2 separate regions of the Arabidopsis thaliana genome follow, and region 2 is linked to region 1. Evidence: chromatin contacts called from public capture Hi-C data. All regions are on one chromosome and are shown on one strand. The core of a region is the stretch at or near the end of the contact, and the rest is flanking DNA. Distances in the headings are between cores, read along the strand shown. Region 1 holds the start of SEU (SEUSS transcriptional co-regulator). Region 2 holds the start of ILL6 (IAA-amino acid hydrolase ILR1-like 6).

The links. Capture Hi-C pulls out chosen DNA fragments and counts their contacts.
Region 2: a contact with region 1 is called in a capture Hi-C map of seedling, with 2.0 times the contacts expected there. A contact is called at or near these places in 1 of 26 Hi-C or Micro-C datasets (root) and 1 of 3 other capture datasets (seedling).

The regions. Positions count from the first base shown.
Region 1 is chr1:16,614,055-16,619,469 of TAIR10.1, reverse strand. SEU (SEUSS transcriptional co-regulator) reads right to left here and starts at 2,482. Exons shown (of 10, transcript NM_103511.4): 1 at 1,978-2,482; 2 at 633-1,858; 3 at 429-548; 4 at 228-276; 5 at 1-138. The coding sequence starts at 1,598. It also overlaps the pseudogene AT1G43845.
Region 2 is chr1:16,836,867-16,842,429 of TAIR10.1, reverse strand. ILL6 (IAA-amino acid hydrolase ILR1-like 6) reads left to right here and starts at 3,868. Exons shown (of 5, transcript NM_103546.4): 1 at 3,868-4,699; 2 at 5,366-5,491. The coding sequence starts at 4,229.

The sequences.
Region 1 (5,415 bases), core at 1,233-3,732:
TTGCTTTTGCATACTCCAGGACAATTTGGCCAGATGAATTCTGGGACTCCCTTGGCATATCTACATATAACAGTTCTTCTAACGTCCCACTCTCATACTTAATCTTAAACAGCCGCGGAAGGACTTCGGCGGTTGCCTCTAAACAATGAAAGAGACAAAGCAGTAAGGAAGGAATATTTGATAAGATGTACAGGAAATTGTCTGCACTGATCATCTAAATAACATACCAAAACCACGTCCAGGCTTTCGGTTACATATCTCACAGTGCCACACATCCTGCAATGTTTGTGGAATAAAAATACTCATGTAAAGAGGTATAACATGAAACAAGTACGTAATTTATCCAGAATAACTGGCTCAGGTGCAAAAGACAAGCTCCTTTACAATTGTATTACAAACAAGATAAGTTCATTGAGCAGTAAACCAACCTGAGGGAAAACGCCTGTTGTTTGCCTGCCACTGCCATACATAGAGACGCACCATCTCTTTTTGGCATTAGGAGCAAAGTACTCAGCTACAAATTTTCTCCAGAACTCGATATTATTGTCCTGCATTTAATAGCAAGCACAAATGTCAATTATGAAGAAAAGCCATAGGCTGAAAGAAGTTAAATTTATGGTAAGAAGCTTTACTTCAGGCCTATGTTGTTGTCTGTACATATACTGTGTAAGACGCTGAGCACCCATGCCAGGTTCATACACTGGTTTCAGAGGTGGCCTTAGAGGTAAATTCTGCTGTTGGAACTGCTGTGGTAATTGAGGACGCTGTTGAGGCATAGATTTCAAGAGTTGCTGTTGTTGAAGTTGCATAAGTCTCTGCTGCTGAAATATGTTCATTTGAGCCTGCGGAGATTGCCCCGGCATTTGAAGAAATTGTTGTTGTTGTTGTTGCTGTTGTTGCCTCTGCTGTTGTTGGAGAAACAATGACTGCTCAGAATGTTGAGGTTCCATTTTCACTTGGGCCAAATTTCTCATGGCCTGAATTTGCTGCGGTTCCAACTTAACTGACCCTAGGTTTCTCAACATTTTCTGTTGCTGCTGTTGTACTTGACCATGCTGCTGATCATTCGAAACCTGACCAGGCTCCATCTTAACAGGTCCCACACCTGCTAATCCACCACCACGCACTGTCGAAAACTGCTGCTGCATTGACTGCTGCTGACCATGTTGAAAACTCTGCGTCTCCATTTTCTTATTCCGTTGTTGCTCAGCCAACAACTGGTTAGCCGAAACATTCGAAAACTGCTGACCCTGAACTTGACCTGATGAGCGCGGAGACACCATACTCGACGCATTAAAAGACGACAAACCACTAAACCCGACGTTAGACATCGGGTCAGACTCAGCACCACTTGTATCCATAGAAATCATAGAACCAGGGATACCATTTACAAAAGACTGATTATTGAGAAGAGAAGATATATTTGGAGCATTCCCAAGCATACTCATACTCATATTGTTACCAAACTGAGTACGCGGAGAGACAAGTGAAGGAAATGCTGGTTGAGAAGGAAGAGGAGCTCCTCCTTGTCCTCCTAATATCGAAGGCGGAACATTTTCACCACCCCCAACAGGATTAGGCGGCTCTGATGGTACCATACTCTTACTAATTCACAACTCCACAATCAACAAAGAAAGCAAGAAACAAAACTGACGACTTTATAAAACTCAGCTCTGTGTAGGAGCAAAGACGTATTCTTTCTGAGCAATGATAAGCTTCAGAGTCGTAAACACCACGGAAAGAGATGAATCTGAGTGATGAGATTCCGTATCGAACATTCTAGAACCAAACAACACTGTCTGTTGATTACTTACAGATCTAAATTAAGCAAATCTACTCCATTTCCAACTCTCACCACCTTAACAAAACAAAAGCATAATGTTAAGAACAAACCCAGAAAGAAAAAAACGAAACTTTGATCAAACCCTAATTGAGAAAAAAAACAGAGATTACTAGTGAGAATCTATAGAAACTTACCCAGAGGTGGAATTGAAGAATAAGTCTCTGATAAGACTCAAAACAAAGAGAATCGAACAAAAAGGAAGAGACTTTACACAACTAAAAATCTGAAAACTTCCGATGAACAAAATCTTGAAGAAATTTGAAGTCTTTTAGGGTTTTTTATTGATGGGTTTGGGGATAAAGAGACGAGAAGACAAAGAGAAACAAAAAGAAGTAGAAACAAATTTTCTCTGCCGCCTAGAAATTGTAGTTTCTGGGTTTTATTAAAAATTATACCTTTTTAAGCTTCACAGAGTAATTTGTGTCCTGTTCTTCGCTGTAGAGAGAGAGAGAGAAGAGAGAAAGAAGAAGATGAGAAGAGAGAGAATAGTGTCCTTGCGGACGTCAAAATTGTATTCGATCGGATTTATTTCATTCCCTTTCTTACTTTTTCTTTTTCAGTCTCTCTCTCTCTTCTTCTTCTTCTTCAAAGGAAGTCAATGACATGCCCTAGAAATGTTTTTTTTTTGTAATCACAATCTGGATTTTTTTTTTTTGTTAGCCACAAACATTTTTCTCTTTATTTTATTGGTTTTAGTGTTAAATTGTTATTTTTCCATTCAGAATACTATCACTTTTAAATACCTTAAGAAAAGTTTGATTTAGAAAGATATCAAAAGTTTAATATACACATCAATAGTGTTTTTTCTTAGAATGTAAAGTTTGGTTTAAAAGAACATAATGGAAATGACACTATTTTTATTTGTTTTTAGTTCTAAATTTGATATAGAAATTTTTCTTTCTTTTTTTGGTTTTAGTTTTAAATTTGATATAGAAATATATCAATATTTAATATATTACTACATTAATAGTGGTTTTTCTGTTTAAAGTTTATTTAAATGTGTAAATTTGGTTTGAGAGAGAGAATGGAAAACAAGACTATTTTTAAGAAAAAATATAATTATGGAACGACAACATAAAATTAATTTGAAAGCGGATTTATGTATGAGATTAAACAACTCGAGTTTGATCTTCATCCCTTGCTTAGATGATTTTTTTTTCCCATTCCCCTTATATATTCTTTTTCGTCTCAACTTTCTATCTTTTTTCTTTTGTTCAAGTTTTCTTAATTATTTTTGTCTACGCTTTTTAGATAATAAAAACTGCTTCTTATTTTCTTTATTTTATTGTCTACATGGTTTCATTACATAGAAGCTGAACTATAATAATCATGATGGTATTTTAAAGTTATAAAGCAAAGAAAATAAATATTATATACAAATGAAACTCCACAAGGAATTCTCACGGTTTAGAGTATTTGCATATTCATTTGTTTAATAAACCGTTTTCTATTAATATTAGAAAATATATAAAAAAAATAATTCAGTTTTTTAGTCTGATGTGTTGCAGATCATTTTCTAACATAAATATATTTAAAAGAAAAAATCAGACATGAGAGCATATATATGAACCATTGCTGAATATAAATCTTAAATACCTCATTTTTTCTGAACCTAATAATGCATGTAACCAATTTTAAGTCAAAAGCATTTTTTTGTGTGTTAAAATGTTAAATTTATTAGTCAACAAAAAGAAAAAATATGTATAAAGAGTTGAGAGAGTGCTTCACCCGGTTTAACAACACCACAAACCAAATAGCTTTTATATTGATTTAAATTACAATCACTAATGGTTAAAAAAACAGACTCATATATAGCCAAAGATATTGGTATTGCAAGAACTTCTCCTGCCATTGGAAACATGGTTGAATATTTTGATCTATTTATTTTTACTACCTTAAAACATGGTTGAGTATATCTGACTCGTCTTTTTGATATGTTTCCAACTCATTTACAGAAAGAAGATTGTAGACTTAAACTGGTCTATCAAACACTATACTCAAATTATCTCTACAAAATATTTATCAGCAAATTATTATTTCTCACACTTTAGATTACCTTATCCACGTATAAGTTTAAAGCTAAACAATGCAAATATCATTATATGAAAATGATCAAATATTTTAGCCACTATCAATATTTTATTGGCTTTTTCTATATCTTCTCAATATCTATCAAATTTGGATGTCATTGCATAAATCATATCTCTCAAATCTTACGTTAAACCCTAAATACCATACTTGATTGTTGTATATCTCATTGTAGTAACTATTTGATGTTACTTTATAGAAGAAGAGAATGTTAACATATGATTTAAAGGTTTTTTACTATATGACGCGGTATGTTCTAATCAATTGTTATTGAAGGTGACTTGTTTGATTAGAATAACTTTTTAAAAAATCTGTCGTCTTACAATTTATATCCATATATCATGTCAAATGCAAATTAATAATTCCACTTATTATCACAATCTAATACAATAATTCCTCTTGTGATTTTCACCCAACACTTAGATATTTCCAATCTTAAACTAGAAAATCTCACATATTCTTACAGTATTACGAACACTTATGATACTATTACTTAAGGTGTTTTTTGATTGGTAACACGCATAATGACATAACGGTGTTTTCTAATGCGATTATGCAAGAAGTTTGTCAATCAAGAAAAAATCTGCATAATTACATTAACAAACGCAAAAACGCAGAATTTGCACCCTAAAATTACAAGTAAAAATTCATTATGAAAGAAAGTGGGTATATAGTTGCTTATGTGCATAATAAATTGTTATTCTTATAAGCATACTAAATATTATTAATTGTAAAAGAAAAAAAATATAATTGTTTACACAAAATTATATAATTAATAATATATAAAAAAATTCACAACTTTAAAATAAATTTTAATTTTCTTATTTTTTTTTTTATCAAATATTACTTAAAATATATTAAACATTATTTTGTTTATTAAGTATATAATATTTTATTTTGCCATTATGCAAAATGTATTCAATCAACATATTTTAAACATAATTTCATTATACGGTTTTCCATTTTACAAATTTTCATTCTACAAATTTTTATTCTGCAACTTATACCATTATCCTATCATGCAATGTAACCAATCGGAGTCATACTAGGCCAACACTTGCACAATGTTTGGTTTTATTTATCCATAATTTGTTAGTTATAACAATTTATATTGGTCAAATTAATTTGATAAATAATTTTGGTGCTTTTTCTAATTATCGTTTTTATTTATTTCTCTAACACTCGACAAAATGATTCATTCTATTTTGTATGTTTTTTAATTACATTGTTTAAAACTTATTTACGATTATTTATGTTTAAAATAAATGTTATCTTTAATGTAAAATGAGTTGGGTTGTAATGGTTAATGGTTTCAATGGTTTACCCAATTAACCCATCAAGTTTTGTAAAATTGAATTAAACCAACTAAAATCTCTAAATCAATGCCAATTTAAGTTTAACCAACACATCTAAACCAATCTAATAAAATCAATATTTTTCCAAATTTCTTAAATATACAAGCGATGAATTGAGAAAAAGTAAAC
Region 2 (5,563 bases), core at 2,619-5,118, 220 kb before region 1:
AAGTACGCTACTAACTATGTATCCGGTAGAGTATGGAAAGGCAAATATTTTATGTACATGAATACATATAGTTATAAAAGATCTGCAATTTAGTATTGGAAAATCGGTTTTACCTTAATCATATTTGCATAATTTATATTGAGATATATAGTCAAACAAATAACTTAATTTTGTTGTCAAAAAATTAGATTAATGTTGTACGCTCCAATAAATATTTTTGTGTACGTACATAATATAAGACTTATGTGATTTAGGCATTTTTAGGATGTAACTGTTTGGAGAGGTCATACACGTGTACGTGTATCTTAATATTATCGTGTACGTCTATGAGTTTAGTTTAAAATCTTATCTATTCTCAACAAATAATATCATATAACATAACGCTTACAAAAAAGTTCAAAATAACAATTAAATAGAAATAACAACATCAAAAAAAAAATCATATATATCGTACTAAATACATAACATTTGGCTAACTCGCCGTATGTACCATCGTAGATACCAAACGTTACAAAGATTCGTAAAAAAACCATAATTCTCTTCAACAGAATCACATATAATTTTATTGTAACATTATTGTTAAGAAATATAAGACATGACGTGTCAAAGATGTTGGTGACACTCTACTTACCGTGGATCTAATATGAAAATTTAATTAATTAAAAGAGTCGTGTACATATACTAATGAATGTGTACGAGATTGAAAAATTATCGATAATTTTGGAGAAATTATGAGATTCAACCATTTGTGAGTCATAACCAAAAGGGAAGACATCATTATTAAAAGAATTCGATGATGTAGTCAATGTCCGAGTTGATGAAATAGAAGTATAAATGAGTATGACATGAGAGACATTGTAAGTTGTGAGTATGTTTAGAAACACTTATTTTTTTTTTGCAAATAACAATGTCTTCATCTCCACTAGGACTATCGTAGAATATACTCCCACCATCGCCAATATTGGTTTATTATTATATCAATAAATATTTCTCAATAATTTTAACTCATCAACAAAGTGATATGTACATTGTTATACATATACATACATAACATTTTTAAAGTATAAGGAACAACTATACATTGATCATATATTTTATTTAGTTATTATACATCCATAGATTTTATGGGGAAAACCCCTAAAAATATCTCATAGAAACAAAATAACCAAAGATTTCTAATGTACAAACTTAATAAATAATTTTATATGCCATTTTTAATAAAACATAATCTAACATATTTACATGTCTACATGTACGTACACTGTAAATTATAAATACGTACACATAAGAAATTTAATAAAGGGTATAATTGTAATTTTGCAATCGTCTTCAACCTCTGTAACCCTAATTTTGCAGCCGCTTGTTAACATTATCTCATAAATCTTAATTTTTTTAGATTTACGTTTTGGATGTTTAATACATCTAAATATTGTACATTTAACATATTATAAGTTCAAAAAGCTAAAGAGTTTGAGTTTTGTTTAATTATCCATTCATTAAGTCAATTCTTTCGGAAGAACATTTGCTTTCTCACCGGAATTCACTTTCATTTTTTTCGTTTTCATTACCAAAGAACACAAATCTGGGTTTCAGTTTGAGACATTTATTCTGCAATAAATAGTTTTGATTTTATTATAAATTTTAAAAATAATACTATAACTAGTAAAACAAATTAACCGAACATGAATAGTCATAGTTGCAGTTGTGTTGAAGGGTATTTTGGTCAAATTCAGCCCAAATGGCTAAGACGTGATTGAATCAGTTCACTTTGCCAATTGATGAAAGAAAAAATGAAATAAGTGTTGACCGTGAAAATAACTTTTATTTCTTTAATGTAACTCTTGGAATAGTTACTAACAAAATGAAAAAATGAAGAAAGATAAGTATGAGTAAGACTTATTTCGCAATGGTGGCTATGATATATGAAACATAATCTAAAGCAAAATCGCCAAAAAGGAAAACTAGTTAAAGACATCGATGTTTACAAAATGACTCAACAAAATAGTAAAGTACCCTAAAAGCAACAAGATTCTTTTATTTGCTCCAGCTATTTTACCGCCCAACGTCTTGGCAAAATTTTGGACTAAATTCAGCAATTTGTATAAGTTGTGAACTTTCGACCGTTGACTATGGCTGTAGCTACCAAAATCAGTTTCTCGAAGTAAATAGAGACTATTCGCTTTTCTATTTATTTTCATAAACCGACCATCCCCAAACCTTTTTCAAAATTTCTATTGTTTGTGAAAAAATAATCAAAGTTTGATATATGTTACGAAAGTCTACATTGATCTTAATTTATTTAAAAATATGTACGATGGTCTTTATCCGTATAAACAGTTTGTCTCTACCCTGTAATTTGTTTTTAGTTTTCGTTAACTCATTATAGTTTTTTTCTTCTCTAAATTATTTTTAAAACGAAAAAATTACTAGTTTACATATTTCATATAAAATATGAATATATAGTATTAAAATGAGTTTTATGTGCAAACAACTCTCAAAATCATCTATTTTTGTAATTTTACTTTTTACGTCTAAAAAATATAAAATAATTCTATAAATTCTAAAATAATATGCAATAAAGATAGTCATTTTTATTATTATCAAATTTTAAAATTTTGATAAATAATATATCAAATCGAAGCTCTCGAGATAAAGAGTACAATAATATTTTAAAATTTTCAAAAATAAATATATGTGATTGTAAAAACGTTTACAATATATGTAAAATTGTAAAAATAGATTATATTACGTATTATTTTAGATTTTATAGAATTATTTGATATTTTTTAGATGTTAAGGATAAAACTGCAAAAATAGAAGACTGTTTTTTCATAAAACTCTATTAAAATATATTATAAATATTCGGCCATTTATAATCGGATTATATATATTTTCTGGTTTAATCAGTTTTCGCCGTTGTAATTTTTTACATGATTAATAATAGTCATTTGTAGATTGTAGGTTAAGCTTTCCATTTTAGAGCTTCTTTGACATTCTATCAAAGAGTATAGTTACCGGCAATGGGTGATACATGGCATTTGAGATCCCTACGAATATATTATATATCTTATTATCAAATCAAGTGTGCGACAAAAAAAAGAAGGATATAGATGAAATTCTATTATAATATAGTTATTTAATTTATATAATAAATTTCGTTTTGGTCCCCAACGAAAACTCACAATAGTATTTTCTAGAGTCAAACTATTCCTTTGGAATACAGACAAAAGTGTTACAACTTCTCAAATTGTCTTTTTAAAGTTTCAAGAATATAACCTTTCCATCTTTAACAAACAATATTATATTTGAAATAAACCAAGAAAAAAACAAAATTCTATATATATATATATACATAAAAAAAAAATTTTGCTATAGAAACACTTGAACAAAGCAAAAAAAAAAACCCAACATTTTAATATTATATAAAAAAAATAGATTTGAAAGTAGAGGTGTGAGTTTGATGATTACGTTCGGTTCGAGAAAATTAGGTGCCAAATAGAACAAAGTTTGTTTTAATTGCTTTGATTCAGTTTGCCAAATTTTTGTTTGAATTTGGTTCAGATTTGGATAGTTAAAATCATAATTAAAATAATTACTATTGATTAATTTAAATTCAAATGTAACTGATATTTATATATTCAAAAATTGTTTCTTAACTAATAAATTAGAAAATAAAATTTGATTCGAATGCGGAAATTCAATTCAATTTGCATTAGCCTGGCTCAATTTTTTTTTTTTTTTTTTTTTTTGGGTTCATTTGTAGATAATGGTTTTTTTTCAAAAGCCTCTAACTAAATTGTAGTCGAATGTTTATGTGGAATCTTTATGTGGTTTACATGTCTCAAACAAATTTTACATCTCATAGTTTGGCCATCCCATCCATAAACGTTTTAAATAACACAAAAATATCCGATTTTTTTTATAGATTCTCAATAACAAAAATCACCGGCAGAGAGAAAGAAAAAAGAGTGGATGAAATAAAATCTAAAGAGGCGTGTCAAGAGTAAACAAGTCTGAACAATTCTCCGTAGAAAGTGGTGGGTCTCTCCAGCCGTTACGATTCGACATCTAATTAACCCACGTGCCTAAATTACTCTCTCATATCTCTCTATCTTTACCTCCTTTATACCCACATGCCCAAATATCCTCTCTCTTCACTCAGCATCCTTTTATAACCAAAACAAACTTTATCTCCCTCTCTCTCTCTCACAGACAAGAACACAAAGTTATGGACAATCTCCGGAAACTTAATCTTCTCTCTGTCTCTCTAACCATAATCTTTGTCTCTCTTACCATAGCCACCAACTTACCTTTCTTTGAAGTGAAATATCCCAACAACAACCCTTTTGGGATGTTACTACGGCCGACACCGATCAAGAACCAATCCTTGGGTCTACCGGCTCATGTCGGGTCAGATGAGTGTCGGGTTTGGACCAAAGCATGTTCTGATGAGATTCTTAGGCTGACTTATCAGCCGGATAACGTTGCGTGGCTTAAACGCGTTAGGAGGACGATCCATGAGAACCCGGAGCTAGCGTTTGAGGAGTATGAGACTAGTAGGCTTATTAGGTCGGAGCTGGACCGTATGGGTATCATGTATAGATATCCGTTAGCGAAAACGGGTATTCGGGCTTGGATCGGATCCGGTGGACCGCCTTTTGTTGCGGTTCGGGCTGATATGGACGCACTACCTATTCAGGTAATCACAACAAAGAAAAGTTTATTTTTTCTAAATTATATGTTTTGATGTATTTACTTTTTCCTTTTGCATACATAGCTTAAAAACCTACGTTTACAAAATGTAGCTCGTAGTCTAATTGGGCCGACTATATTATACGTTACAAAATGTGGGACTAGGTCCATGTGACATAAAAAATATTATTCAAAAACACATGGTTTTCACGTGTGAGCACACTCTGAGAACCGCCCCTGTTTGTACTGTATGAAACAGTAAGACTTTTGTTTATGTTTTTCTTGTTAAGACTTTTTAGTTTTGAAGTATAGTTTTATGAAAGAAAAGTCAAAATGATTCAGAAATAATGCAAATTGTTTATACGTTAAATGTACAATATTTTGTGTTACCAATTATATTGGCACATAACAATGCTTAAACTAGTTTCATTATATTCTTTGTTCCATGTGACCATGTGAAATGTTCTATTTTTGGAAAGATTTTGTACTTATATTGGTAGTTACTCACTGACAGAGAGGCTAGCTGTGTCACATGATATACCAGATATGATGATAATGATAGATTGTGTGGTTGAGGTGATATGGTTTATACAGATAAGGCATAGAGATTTGTTAGGATTATTTTTATTTACTATATTGACATAATAATATTAGTTGTGTTAATGCAAAATAGGAAGCAGTTGAATGGGAACATATAAGCAAAGTTGCAGGCAAAATGCATGCATGTGGTCATGACGCACATGTGACTATGCTTCTTGGTGCTGCCCATATTCTTAAGGCTCGTGAACATCTTCTCAAGGTACTTCATCAAACTCTATGCTTTTTATACGAGTTAAGAGTTTTGGTGTTTTGGCTTAATTTTGGTTTTATG